Linked DNA regions of Sus scrofa: region 2 is linked to region 1. Evidence: chromatin contacts called from public Hi-C data. All regions are on one chromosome and are shown on one strand. The core of a region is the stretch at or near the end of the contact, and the rest is flanking DNA. Distances in the headings are between cores, read along the strand shown. Region 1 holds the start of BAMBI (BMP and activin membrane bound inhibitor). Region 2 has its middle 110 kb from the start of BAMBI.

Region 1 (7,165 bases), core at 1,249-3,748:
ACCTCTAGAGGTTGACCAGCATCTCTAGGGACCTGGGAGAGAGAGCCTTAATAGGTCCAGCTGAAGTCACATGACTAGTTACCACCAGAGGGGCAGAGCGCCCTAGTCTGGCTCCAGAGAAAGGAGACATTCTCTGAAGTGGGCTGGGAGCCACTCAGATAGTGTTTGCTACAATACAGGGTTCATCAGCACAGTCCCCTAGACCATATATTTTTATCTACATCACAGGTAAACATAGTTATGTTCTGGTGCCTCTCTGCCTACCCCTTGCGTCACATTTTATGCTCCAACAACAAGGAGTTGCTCGTAGCTCCCATCTACCCATCCCTGACCACCCACAGGCTCCAGTGCAATCAATGAATTTCATGCCTAAAATCCTGTGGTCCTTTGTGTGGAACGGTCCCTTTCTATTCTTTAGGCATCATGCCCAAGTCACTGCCTTCTGGACTTCTCTACCTTCCCGGACTAGTTTCTTTCCTTCCTCCTTCCTTCCTTCCTTCCCTCCTTTCCTTCCATCTTTTCTTTCTTTCTTTCCTTCCTTGCTCCCTTCCTTCCCTCTTCTTTCTTTCTTTCTTTCTCTCACTCTTTCTCTTTCTTTCTTTCTTTCCGTTCTATCTTCCTTCCTTCTTTCTTGTTTTTGGCCATGTCCGCAGCATGGGGAAGTTCCTGGGCCAGTAATCGAACCTGCGCCACAGCAGTGACATTGCTGGATCCTTAATCCTCTACGTCACCAAGGAACTCCTTACCTCTTCCATCTTTCTTGCAGTGTACCTGGGCGCACAATCTCTATCATCCTCCAACTCCACTGTGGTGATTTACTATGTATTTATTTTTGTGATTTATTCTTTAAGTTCTGACATCTTTTTAACCCCACAAGCTGGGAGCCTGGCCTACAGTGGGTACTCCATGCATATACGTGGAAAAGTTGCCTGTTAGCCAATAATTGACTCTCGAGTTAAAAGAGAGAGTGTCTTGACAAGAAAAGTATTGTCTGTATAAACCCCTTAGAATTGATAACTTGTCAAAGAATTAGATGGCAGGACGTGCTACTCCAGCCCCTCCTCAGCGTGCCCTTCGGAAACACCTGCTGTTTACCTGGTGCCTGACCAGTTTATTTTCCTCTGAAAACGTCTGCTGGGGTCCAGACATTCGTTTATGAAATCAGTTTATTTTTTTTCTTCTTCATATAAATGTTATTTCTCAAAAGCAATCTCATTAACTACATCCTGCAGCGCTGTGGACTTTCAACAACTTTAATTTACAAAGTTCGTCCCTGATTTTCAGTCCTGGAGACATGTATACACATTCTTTCTTAGTCGGAAAGCCTATTCCTGAATTCTGGCTCCTCTAGAGCTTGACTTCTCCCACCTGAGCATTGAACGCGATTTTCTCCCCCGCCCCACCCGATGACATTTTATCAGGTCGGAAAACGCTGGCTGACTCTAATAAAAGAAAATTTTGCAAATGGTTGACTTTTGTTAATGCCAGGTTTTGGGGGCAGGGGAGGAAAAAAGCTTCCCTCAAATAAGAATTTCAAACTGAATTTCCCCTCCAGAAAACAAAACAAAACACCCGGCAAAATCCCCAGGACGGCCTTTAGGTACCTCGGGGCTGGCAGCACCGCCCCCCCCCCCGCCCCCTCCAAGTCCTAGTAAATGAATTAGCATCTAAGAGAGGAGATCACCGCGGGGCTGATATTGATCAGGGTCGGCCACTGTGTTTGCCTGCGTCTGTTTGGGGGGTGGTTAATTGAGTGTCGGTGTCGGCCTGGGTCGTCTCGCTGGCGCCGGGAGCTTTTGGATTTGCTAATTTTCGTTAAGTGTCTGTAGCCGGCTCCTCGGCCCCAGTTTACCCCGGAGAAGTCAGCGGCTCCTACTGATCAACAGTCTGTCTGTCTGGGCTTTATTGATCACAGGGCCGGCGGGCGAGGCGGATGCTCGGAGGGGAGGGGAAGAGGAAGCTGGAAGCACCATGGGGCGGGCCGCCCTCCCAGGCCCACGCTAGCCGGCGGGGCTCTGCTGGGGCGCCACGGCTGAGAGCGCGCGCCGGGGGTCCGCCCCCGCCCCCAGGGCGCGCAGCGCGGCGTAGAGGGGCCCCCAGGTGGCCACGCGGGTCCCTCGTGTGTTTCGGGGAAACAAAAAGGAAGCCACGTGCAGGGAGACGCCGGCCCAAGGTTGTGAGGCTCACAGAGGCGGGTGCCAGAGGCAGAGCCGGAGGCCGGGCTCGACCCTCTGCTCCCGAAGGTCACGGACGCGCGGCCTCCGCGAGGGGGAGCGCGGGAGACAGCAGGCGCCGCCAGCAGCCCAGACGCCGGCGCCGCTCGGGGCCCCGGGGCACAGCCCCCGCCCGCGCCTGGGCCCGCCCCCGGCTGGGGTGAGTGACTGGAGCCCCGCGGCCAATCGGGCGGCGCCGGCGCGGCCGGGGAGGGGCGGGGTGGGGCAGCGGGGCCGGCCGGCTCCCAGCGCGGGGCGCTATTTACGGCGCGGAGCCGGGCAGAGCCGGGCGAGCGCTTGCAGGAGCTCGCGCCTGGCGGTGTCTGCGCGGAGTGGCGGGCCGAGGGGAGCGGAGGCCTGAGCCTACCCCGACCGCGGCGCCAAGCGGAGCTGATCGGAGGAGCGGGGGCTGCGGAGTTAGATCCTGCGCGGCACGCCCCTCGGCCGCGCTCCATGTTCCGGCCGCGGCCCGATCCCGCGCCCCGGGCAGCCCCCATGCCCTGCGTGCGCCGGGAGCCGTAGGCTGCAGCTGAGCCGCGGCTCCGGGAGCCGGCGGGGGCGCCGCGGCCGTGGGGGGCGTCAATGGATCGCCACTCCAGCTACATCTTCGTCTGGCTGCAGCTGGAACTCTGCGCCATGGCCGTGCTGCTCACCAAAGGTGGGTGCCCGCCGGCCTGCCGGCTGGGGAGAACCGCGGGGTCCCGGGGGCGGCCGTCACCGCCCGCCTCGGTCGCCCTCTGCCAAGGCTTTGTTAGCGGCGGGCGAGGTTGCCTCCCGCGCGGGAGCCCGCAGGTCGCGACAAGTTGCCAGTTCTTAGAGGTCGCGGCGGGGGTTCCGCGTTCGCGCCCCCCTCCCCGGTGTCCCGGGCCCGGCGCGTGGAGGTGGAGTCGGACCTCAGGGCTAGTGCTTGTCAAAATGTGTAAGTCTGTCCATAGTGAGCTTCCGAGCGTCTGCAGCCGGGAGCGGGGGCGGCCAGGAGGCACCGCAGACCCCTGCCCCTTTTGCACAGTGCCCGAGTGTGTGTGCGTGTGTGTGTCCGTGTCTCAGTTTGGCGCTGAGTATCTGCGTGCAGGAGTGTGAGTCTGAGTGTCTCGGTTGTGTGTGCGTCTGTATTTGAGTTTGTCTTTGTGTCTGTATGTCTCGGTTGTGTGCGCATCTCTGTATTTGAGTGTGTCTGCTGTGAGTGTGCATCTCTGTATTTGAGTGTGTGTTGATATTCGTCTGTGTTTCTGTATTTAAAGGGGTCTCCATTCGTGAGTGTCTTTGTGTGTTTCTCTTAGTGTCTTCGTGAGCCTGGGAGTGGAGGTGTCCCAGGTGTGTGTCTGTGTGTAGGAGTGTGGGCTGTGTTGCTTCTCAGTGGCTGGGAGCTGTAGGCTCTGTCAACGGTCCCATTTCCCACTCACCTCATATTTTATAAACACTCTTCAACTCACCCCCCCTCCAAAAAAGAAGTGGGTCAGTTTCTTTTTTTTTTTTTTTCCTCCTGTAGGCGTTCACCTCTTAGGTGGAAATAACCCCAACAACTCCCTCTGGTTTTCAGGGTTCCCCCAGCTCCCCCACCATGACCTCTAATAAACAGAATTATCTGTTTATTCTGTGAACAGACAATTTTTTAAAAATAGGAAGCATTTTTTAGCTTTTGCACAGCCGCCCTCCCCCCACTTTTCTCTAATTGCCATGTAGCAGGCATGAGGTTAAAGGATAAGCTAGCCCAGCGAGGGTGATGTGCTACAGTATTTATTTATTTTGGAAGGAAGGGTGTAATTAACCCTAAATAACAGCCCTCTGCAGCCTGCAGAGGGGAGCCCCCTGGCCCTATCAAAGGCCGGCCGAACGGGGCTGGACTGAGGCTGACATGAAGTCACAGATACCGAAACTATGTGCCTGATAATGATATAATTAGGGGATCAGAGATTTCTGACTGCTGCGGACTTCAAAAGCTTTAAGAGAAGCCAGCAGGCTCTCCTGTAGCCATCTTGACTAAAGCAGACATTTTTGTTTAATCACCACATACAGTAACACGAAAGGGGGGCGCACAGAAGGGCATTGTTCCCTGTTGCAAAATACCATACCCTCCTGGCCTTTGGCACGCCACAGGAAGAAACTTTATGAAATGGCAGAAATATAGTTTTAATACAGTAACACAAAAGTCTATTCAACTGGCTCAAATGTGCCTCCAATTAAAAAAAAAGCAAAGTTGTTAGAACTTTCCTAGTTACCTGTCAAAATTTTATTAGACTGGTTTAGGTCCTTGAAAATCTAGGATTCGAAATGGGCCCTCGTCAACACTGAAGCAGCATTTTCACTTGTATTGGGTTTTCTTTCTTTCTTTCTTTTTTTTTTTTTTTTTTTTTCTGCACAAGGTCCGAGGTGATCCAGGATTGAGGTTTGACTCTGGATCTGTTTTATTGCTACTTACCATTGTATGTGGAATTTGTCAGATTTCCGTGTCATCACCATTTAAGTGAGCTTTAGGGAAAAAATCAAGTGGGGCAAGGATTCTAACTGGAAGGTCTTGCTTTGTGGAGAAGGGACCTGGGCCCAGACCCAGGACGGGAGCAGAGACCTTCGGCTCTGCACGGTTCCACTCAGGTTGCCAACGCTCTGTGTTGAGTTGGCTGGTGTTTCAAGAACTGAAGCATTAGCCCCTGCTAGTGAAAGCTGAGCGTTGCCTTACGGTGGCCTGGAATTTGGACAGGTAATTAAAGAAGACGTCTTACTCAGGCAGTTCAGGAGAGGAGGAGGAAAAAAGGTGAGGGGTGGGAAGAAGTTGGTACCAGCAGGGCCCGGTGTTTAATTTCAGAGCGGAGGTTTCTGCAGCAAGACTGGAACTTCAGATGGGGAAGCTGGAGAGAGGTGTGTTCACCAGTGCGTTCCGTTTAGATAGCTTCGGCTGTGGCATGTGACAATGGCCGGGGTCCACCGGGTCAGATAGCGTCTGAGGGGTGACCCCCAGATCCAGATCATTTCAACCCAACTCCATGTGAAAGCCCTCAGATCTTTGTGCTGCAGCAAACTGTTCACCGTGCCTTGCGACTCACAAACTAAGTCTTACAAAGGAAACTTTTAATCACTTCCTGTAGAAAAATTTGAGGTTTCCTTAAGGATTTTTCATTCAGCCAGCAGAGGATTTTCAGTTTCAGTGTTTCCCCTTCTAGGTCCCATGTTGAATTACACGTAAAATGGTGGGGGGGCCGGTAGGGGGAGGAGAAATGAGCCTTGCCATTTTTTTTTTTTACCCCCTCCCCCCTGCCCCCCCAGTTTTATGACTTTCCATTTGGGCTGAAAGAAATTGACTTTGGCAAGCAAACCACTAATTGTAAACTGCCTAGTTCCTGTTTTACAATATACTGACTAAAAGCTTGCCTGCATGAACAGATCTTTATAGGCAAAGTTTGCCTTTTCTAGAGAGGTTGCAAAGAATTGCCCAGTTTCATAGTTTTAAAACCTCCTGACCGGAGCAATTTCTAGATTGTTGTGTTTCTAGTTAATAACTTTATAAGGTGTTAGCTAAAGCTCTTAAATCTTGGCACAGGCCTTCGAGGTAGTAAACAATTCAGCAGTTCCGATCAAATATTTATACTGACAAAAAAAATCAAAAAGCCCAGCATTTCATTGTTGTACGGTCATGTAGGATTAAAATGAATAAAAAAGTGTAATTTACCTGGTGGTAAGAGAAGTTACTGTGATAATTATTTTCCTTCAAAAACAGAAGCGTTATTTTTAAGTACTTGCTAACTTATCCTTGAAACCGCAGTCCAACTTTGATTCTCTGCTCCTGGGATTAACACATTTCTCCTCTAAACTGCTATTTACCTGCATTGGGCTGCAAGCACCAGCTTGCACAGAGGGCTTGTCCAGCCCACGTGGGCTGCCCTTCTATGGCCTCAGCTGAATATTCTATAGAGTGAGTGGGTGTCTGAAATGTGGGATTTAGTCGTTGCTGAAGCAGAGAGTTGCTTGATCTGGTGGTCTCTGGAGGCCTTTGATGCAGTTATTTAAAAAAATTTTTTTTAATTAAGGAATAGTTGATTTACAGTCTTCTGCCAATTTCTGCTGTACAGCAAAGTGACCCAGTCATACATACATATATATATATATATATATATACACATTCTTTTTCTCATATTATCTTCCATCATGGTCTATCCCAAGAGACTGGTGTAATTCCCTGTGCTATAGAGCAGGACCTCATTGCTTATCCATTCTAAATGGAATAGTTTGCATCTACTAACCCGAGATGCCTACTCCTTCTCACTCACTGCCCCCATGCTGTTTGCTGTTGTTCCAGGTGAAATCAGATGCTACTGTGATGCCGCCCACTGTGTGGCTACTGGTTATATGTGCAAATCTGAGCTGAGCGCCTGCTTCTCCAGGCTTCTCGATCCTCAGAACCCAAATTCCCCTCTCACCCACGGCTGTCTGGACTCTCTTGCAAGCACAGCAGACATCTGCCAAGCCAAACAGGCACGAAACCACTCCGGCACCGCCGTCCCCACGCTGGAATGCTGTCACGAAGACATGTGCAATTACCGAGGGCTGCAGGATGTCCTCGCCCCTCCCAAGGGGGAGGCCTCAGGTAGGGAGAAGCCCCCTCCCGATCGACAGGCTTGTGACAGCCACGACTGTGTCTGTCTGCTATTGATTTTGTTTTTAATGTAATTAGAGACAGAAGAGGGAGAGGCGGGGCTGGGTGCAAAGATGCAACTCTGTTGAGTAGCTCTTAGGTCTGCCTGAGCCATAGATGTCTGTCTGCATAATAGGTTTTGCCTGTTTTTTTCAGCATTTTGAAGCCATTAGGAGACCATTACGAATCAGTAATGACAGTCCATAAACAAATGTTTTTGGAAGCTTCTTTGCCTGGATTTTGCAGCATTTCTGTTCCAAACATTGATTGAATCGGAAGCTTCTTTTTCATGGGGTGCCCTGTTTGAAATGGAGAAGGATGCTCA
Region 2 (7,082 bases), core at 2,216-4,715, 110 kb after region 1:
CTTTCAAAGGAGGGTCTCTAAGAGGTTTCTAATCAGCTCACTGTCAGCCTGTTTCCTCTGATCAGCTTAAATGCGTCCACTTAAAGTTCACAACTGCCAAAACCAGTGTTCAGACGGAAAGCACGGGGGCACTTGAGAAGCGCTTATGAATGTCCACCCAACATTATCCAGCAGGCTAAAGTCCCAGGGAGAGTGCGGTTTCCACAAACCCTTTCTTCTTGATTAAATTAGCGTTTCCCACTAACGGGAGAAGGCATGCCTCTTTCACAAGCTGATTTTTCTTTTCCACCCCCACCCCCGCCCGCCTCCCCCGCCCCATTAACATGTAAACTTGATTCCTGCGTCCTGAGCAGGAGCCTGTGTGTGACCGAGGCTCCCCGGTAAGCCTGTCCTCAACATCTTGGTACAAATGAACCCTTGAACCTCTCGGGGATGGCTTTCCGTCGAACTTTATCCAGGAACAGAAAGCCCAAACAAAAGTCAGACACGTTATCTCAGCCCAGACACTGATGTGTGGGGGCAGGAAGCTGGTGGCTGCCCTGTGGGCAGCCCCAGGTCCTTTTCTGAGATTTTCCTGCTCCGTCTTCAGAAAAGAACAGCTTTGTTAACCATTAGCCACTGACAAGAGCGTGTCCACTGCACCAAAATTAATAAGAGATAGCATTTTTCTTCCTTCTCAATGGCCCATGTCGGTAATTAACATCGCCTTTCATGACTCAACTTGAAAGCTGCCTTCTCGGGCACCCTTGACCTTGCCCTGGCTTTGTTAAACTGTGGCCTCCAGCCCGTGAGAGACCTAAATGAAGAAAAAAAAAAAAAAAAAAAACCAAAAAAACCTCCCGGGACCCTCACTGAGGTGCCTTGCAAGAATCATTTGACAAATATTTATTGAGTGCCCACTGCGAAGAGCTACCAAGCTGAATCAGACAGGGACCCTTGTGGAAGGAAACAGGGTGGGGGTGGGGGGGTAAAGAAGGGTTGTTGAAAATCACCCTAACCCAGCAGAAACTGATGATTTTGCGTCAAACAAGAGCAGAGCCAGTGAGGAGGGGGATGGGCTAAGAGGAGACCCAGGAGGCAGTTTTATGGAGGAGGTGACTTGGGGGGGCGGGGAGACTGTCAAATGTTAGTTTACTGCATTGAAAAGGGATGTAAAGTTTCAAGTGATCTTTCCTTGCACTTTTTTAGAGAAAAGGGACAAGAGTATTTTTATAGTGACTGTACCAGTTTAGAGCTCCAGAGAGAAATTTTTTCCCCCTTTGGAGGAAAATAACCCAGTTATTTCTCTGTATAGTTAGCCAATGAGCTGTTGACATTTTAAATACGGACACTGCCCTCTAATTTAGCCAACTCCCTCCAAAAGTGTAAAATATATTCCTGTCATTCTTTTCCCCTGTCATATCTGTGTCCCAGAAGCTTGCCTGGTCAGAGAGGTGGAAAGGTCACTTGGGGATGAGTTAGGATATGCTGTATACTGTTCACGTCTTTAACCGTGTCCTCCATGCTTAACTGAGCCACCAGGAACAATTCAAAGGCTCCATGAGGGGGATGGTTTGAAAAAATTCTGTTGCATATGGGATGGGATCTAATTGCAACCATTATGGTGAGGCTTTTTAATGGTTTATGGAAAAGCAAGGGGCACGTTCTCATTTTTTGTGAAGAATACTAACATACACTGAGAAGTAAAGGCTAGAAAACCCAACCCTAAACTATTAATAGTGGTTATTGATGGGTGCTGGCAAAACAGATGATTTAAATTGTCTTCCCTGTGATTGTCAGTATTTTCCAAAATGCCTACAGTGTACAGGCATAACTTTTGTAGGCCGGTGAAATGCTATGCATGAATAAACAGGCTGAGGGAAAAAGACATTCTTAAGGAGAGAGGATGAAAAGGGCTGACAGGTCTTCTTTCTCCCGTCTTCTGCCACTTTGGACGTCGTCAGTGGCAAAAAAAAAAAAAAAAAAAAGGAAAAAGCATACTAATCCAGCAATCTGAGCCAAATGCAGGAATCCGTTTTAAATAATGATGCCTGGTATTCAATAAATCCAATGGAAGAGTTCTCCTTAGCTCCTTGGGTTGAAAATTGGTCAGTTGATTCCTTTAGAAATGTTTGCAGTTAAAGAACCATTTCTGTCCATCTGATGGAATTTAGCTCTTGTACACTCTGGGTTCTGAATGATTTAAGGGTCAAAAATCTGTGGCAAAGTTTGTCCCGATTGCTTTTTTGGGGAGGGGGGTGTATAAATCCTTTGTTATTTATTGTTCTCTTGTTCAAGCCTAATGAAATAAAAATCTAAAGGCCAGGTATTCACCTAGTGACGCCTTTCATAAACGCACAACGAACCTCTTTATTTTTAATCTATTATTTTGTAATTTTCCTTGACTCAAATTCCATGAGTCAGATAAGCTTATTTATTTCACAACTGGTGCTAAGGGTGCAGAGTAGCTCAAACAGGGATGCAGGTCTGGGAGCAGAGGAAATAGCTGCTGCTTTTATTCAAATCCGGTCTCTGATCATTTGCAATAGAAAAGCCTAGTTGGAGGGTGTGGGATGTGGGTGGCGGGGCTAGAGAGGAGGCAGGGAAATGGAAAAAAATGCAAACCTTTAGTTTAGGTTAAAAATGGGTTCCCAGCCTCTCTGGGCATTTTGTGTCATCCAAGCCTCACAATTTTAAGACTTAAAGCAACAACCCCCAAGGGGGCCCCTCCTCCAGAACTGAATTGTCTTTTAACGTCTGAGTCATTCAAAACTGTGGGGCCAAAACAGATAAACAGAACAAGAAAAGTTGTTTGCCCTGAGCACGCAACTTGAAAACTCTTTTGGGCCTTTGAGAGAAGGTTCCTCCCTCTTTTCCTCCTACAAACATTCAGGGGGAGGGAAAACAAAAAAACAAAAAAACCAAAAAACCCAAAACCAAAAAACCCCCCAAAACAAAAACCTCCAGAAAATGCAGTCTTCGTGATGAAAGGCTTCAAGATCTCTCTGTCTTTTGTGGTCTAACAACAACCTAGTTGGCGGCTGAGAAGGGGAAAGCGGAACAGCCCCAGAACAGAGAGGCTGGTTCTCAGCACGGAAAGGCTGGCTCCGAACCTGGGCTGGGGGGCTGGGGGGCTGGAAGGCGGGGCGGTGGCGGGGGGCGGGCGGAGCTGAGGGACCTTGCCCTTCGGCGTCTCAGGCATTCAAAGGAAAGGTCCTTTTGAAATCTGTCATATACCGACTGGCGTCCTAGATGCTTTAGAAATATTTCCTCCTCTTCTGTGCCTTGCTTCTCAGGGGATCAAGCAATTTATTGCACATACAAATAAAGCATATAAAGAAAAGCAAACTCCGCATCGTGTAGGTGGGGAGAGACGAGCCAGAATAATGAAGTCGCTGTGGTTGACCGAGCAAGTTCACTCCCGAGTTTTCTGTCAACAGTTGCAGAATAAAGGCGGTGGGGGGAAGATACCGGGGCGGGGGGGTGTGCCTATTTCCGGTTCCTGGTGAGGAAGAAGCATGTGACCGCAGGGACAGCACAACCCTCCCCACCCCTCAGTAGTGAAGAGGTTTCTCTCCTGTGACTTTGCAGAGAGGACCCTAAGAATGTGGCTCACAACGGACGCAAGCTATTCTAAACCTTTTGCTTTTCCTTTAAAACTTCTCGCCTGTGTGTCCAGTTGCCTCCGTTATTAGGATTTCTTCACTGATAATTTCATCCTGGAGCTTTTCATGGAGATGATCAAAACTACTAAATGGCTTAAACAAGCGGGCTCTGCGATTGAGGTGACTCTCAAACCTCAGCAGGTTAAGAAAACAAATCCGAACCCAAGCTGGAAGATATTTCAAGGTCCAGAAACATGTCCAAGGATACCTAACCCCAAACAGCCAATCAAAGAAGGCAAAACCTCGCCACAGCCAATCAAATAATTTGTTCACCTTGCCTCTGCATCTTCTCTGTAAAAGTCCTCCCTGGCTCCCCGGAGTGGAGCTCTCCTAAACCCTGCTGGTTTGGCAGCCTCATGAGAATTGATTTTGCTTAAAAACAAACAAACAAACAAACAAAAACAAAATAAAACAAAACAAAACCTCTGGAGTTCCCATTGTGACTCAGTGTATTAACCCTACCTAGTTTACATGAGGATGCCAATTGGATCTCTGGCCTAGCGCAGTGGGTTAAGGATTCAGTGTTGCATCCTGCAGTGTAGGTCGTGGATGTAGCTCAGATCCAGTGTTGCTGTAGCTGTAGCTGTGGCATAGGCCTGCAGCTGCAGCTCTGATTTGACCCCTGGCCAGGGAACTTCCATATGCTGCAGGTGCGATCCTAAAAAGAAAAAACAAAACAAAACAAAACTCTTAAGAATTTTAATATGCCTCAGTTTATCCTTTAACAATACAAAAATCAATAATTTGTCTGCATACCTACAGTAGACAGAAGAGTGCCCCAAATAGTGAGCCCTACAGTAGACAGGGAGAATTGCAGGGTGCAATTAGTGAGCAGTTAGCAAGTTCTTGCTGAATGAATAGATGAAAAATTAGTAATCTAATGTGCTGTCAATAAATAGGGAATGCCATGAAAATATTCTAATTGCAATAGTAAAAAGAAATCTAGAAATAAACCTAATGTGAAGAAAATCATAACATTTTAATGAGGGACAAAAGAAAACTTGAATAAGCAGATACACACCACATTGGATTGTAGACCCCAAATTGTAAAGGTGTCAGTTCTTCCCCCGGATAATCCCTTAATTCAATGTGATCCTAAGAAAAACTGCAAGGGGATATTTTATAAAACTTGACAAGCTGAACCTCAAGTTTATATAGACTAGAAAATACACAGATTAATCAGAAGTTTATTGGAAAGGGGTGAACAGTGATAGGAGATTTATCTAATTTTATATCAAAACATACTTTAAAATGGTAGTAATTAAAACAATGTGTTCTTAACACAAGAATAGAAAAATAGATCCGTGGAACAAAGAGTCTATAAATGGTTCCATGTATGTTTATGTAGGAATTTAGTATTTAAAACAAAGCTAACGCTTCAAATTATGAATAAGTGAGGACCATTCAATAAACAGTGTCAGGATAATAAATGGTATGTCTTACCATATGTATAAAAACATATTTCACAAGGATTAGGGAGCTTTAGAGAAAGGACGCAGGTTCCATCCTTGGCCTCACTCAGTGGGTTAGGGATCCGGCATTGCTGTGAGCTATGGTGTATGTCACAGATGGGGCTCAGGATCCCGTCTTGCTGTGGCTATGGTGTATGGTTTAACTTTAGAGAAAACCTATAAAAGTGTTAGAAAGAACAGCACTTTTGTTTTCTTTGTTAATTCTTAGATGGGTAATGTCTTTTTAATGTGAGATACAAAACCTAGAAACCATATAAGATAAAGTTTTTTTTTAAAACTACATTAATTATTAAGCTTTAGTACAGTGAAATATATAAAATACAAAGAGCAATTTGCGGTAAAATATCTGTAAGGTACGTAATAAAGGTGATAATTCATAATATATAAAGAACTCATACAAGTAAATCATAAAAAGAAAAAAGCAGAAACATAGGCAAAAATATAAACAGTTAAGTCACTGATCTAAATAAAAGTGACAGATTTACATGTCAAAAGATATTTAATCAGAAATAATGAATAAAGATCAAAGTAACAATGATAGATCACGTTTTACCCATTAGATTAGAAATTATATTTTTATTTTTATTTTTTGTCTTTTTTTTTTTCTTTTAGGGCCGCACCCATGGCATATGGAGGTTCCCAGGCTAGGAGTCCAATTGGAGCTATAGCTGCTGGCCTACACCATAGCCACAGCAAGACGGGATCCTGAGCCCCATCTGTGACATACACCATAGCTCACAGCAATGCCGGATCCCTAACCCACTGAGTGAGGCCAAGGATGGAACCTGCGTCCTCATGGATACCAGTCAGATTTGTTTCCCCTGAGCCATGATGGAAACTCCTAGATTATAAATTTTTAAAAAATTCTGTTGCTTTCCATGTTGAGGGAGTATAAGATGGTGTAGTCTTTTGGAGGTCAATTTGAAAGTACATGTCGAAAGTAAAAATCTCCTGCACTGTTGGTGGGAATATAAGCCGGTACAAGCACTATGGAAAACAGTATGGAGGTACCTTAGAAAACTATACATAGAACTACCATAAGACCCAGCAGTCCCACTCTTGGGCATATATCCGGACAAAACTTTCCTTGAAAAAGACACATGCACCCGCATGTTCATTGAAGCACTATTCACAATGGCCAAGACATGGAAACAACCTAAATGTCCATTGACAGATGATTGGATTAGGAAGATGTGGTATAGATACACAGTGGAATACTACTCAGCCATAAAAATAACAAAATAATGCCATTTGCAGCAACATGGATGGAACTAGAGACTCTCATCCTGAGTAAAGTAAGTCAGGAAGAGAAAGACAAACACCATATGATATCACTTCTATCTGGAATCTAATATACGGCACAAATGAACCTTTCCACAGAAAAGAAAATCATGGACTTAAGAGAATAGGCTTGTGGTTGCCGAGGGTGAGGGGGAGGGAGTGGGACGGATTGGCAACTTGGGGTTGATAGATGCAAACTATTGCCTTTGGAATGGATTAGCAATGAGATCCTGCTGTGTAGCACTGGGAACTATGTCTAGTCACTTATGATGGAGCATGATAATGGGAGAAAAAAGAATGTATACTTGTATGTGTGGCTGGGTCACCATGCTGTACAGTAAAAAATTGACAGAACACTGAAAACTAGCTATAATGAAAAAAAAAAAAAACCCAAAAAACATTATATAAGAAGTTAGAAAATAAAGTAAAAAATCTCCATATTCTTTGAACCATAACTTTCATTTCTGTGTTTCTGTCCAAAAGGATTCTTTCCACATGCGTATGGAGAAGCATCGATAAGGATTTTCAGGAGTTCCTTAACCCAGCATAGTGTCAGTGAGGATGTGGGTTTGATCCCTGACCTTGCTCAATAGATTAAGGATCAGGCTTTGCTTTAAGCCATGGTACGGGTCACAGATGCAGCAACAATTTGACTCCTAGCCTAAGAACTTCCATATGCCACAGG

The links. Hi-C and Micro-C count contacts between places; a contact is called where the count stands out from the background.
Region 2: a Hi-C map of epiblast stem cells shows a contact between it and region 1, with 1.8 times the contacts expected there. The contact joins the enhancer-like site here to the promoter of BAMBI in region 1. A contact is called at or near these places in 8 of 47 Hi-C or Micro-C datasets (embryonic fibroblasts, epiblast stem cells, fetal heart ventricle and 4 more) and 1 of 2 datasets of contacts at active chromatin or transcription factors (skeletal muscle).

Annotation. Positions count from the first base shown.
Region 1 is chr10:40,050,870-40,058,034 of Sscrofa11.1, forward strand. It overlaps BAMBI (BMP and activin membrane bound inhibitor), which reads left to right and starts at 2,499. Exons shown (of 3, transcript NM_001201485.1): 1 at 2,499-2,871; 2 at 6,505-6,792. The coding sequence starts at 2,796.
Region 2 is chr10:40,159,031-40,166,112 of Sscrofa11.1, forward strand. No RefSeq gene overlaps it. Among named protein-coding and RNA genes, the nearest start is that of BAMBI, 110 kb to the left of the region's middle. Within about 2 kb of position 3,466, at least 37 of the 83 cell types and tissues checked have an H3K27ac peak or open chromatin away from gene starts, as enhancers often do. A contact at or near this core is called in epiblast stem cells, liver, omental adipose tissue and 2 more, where this site is marked.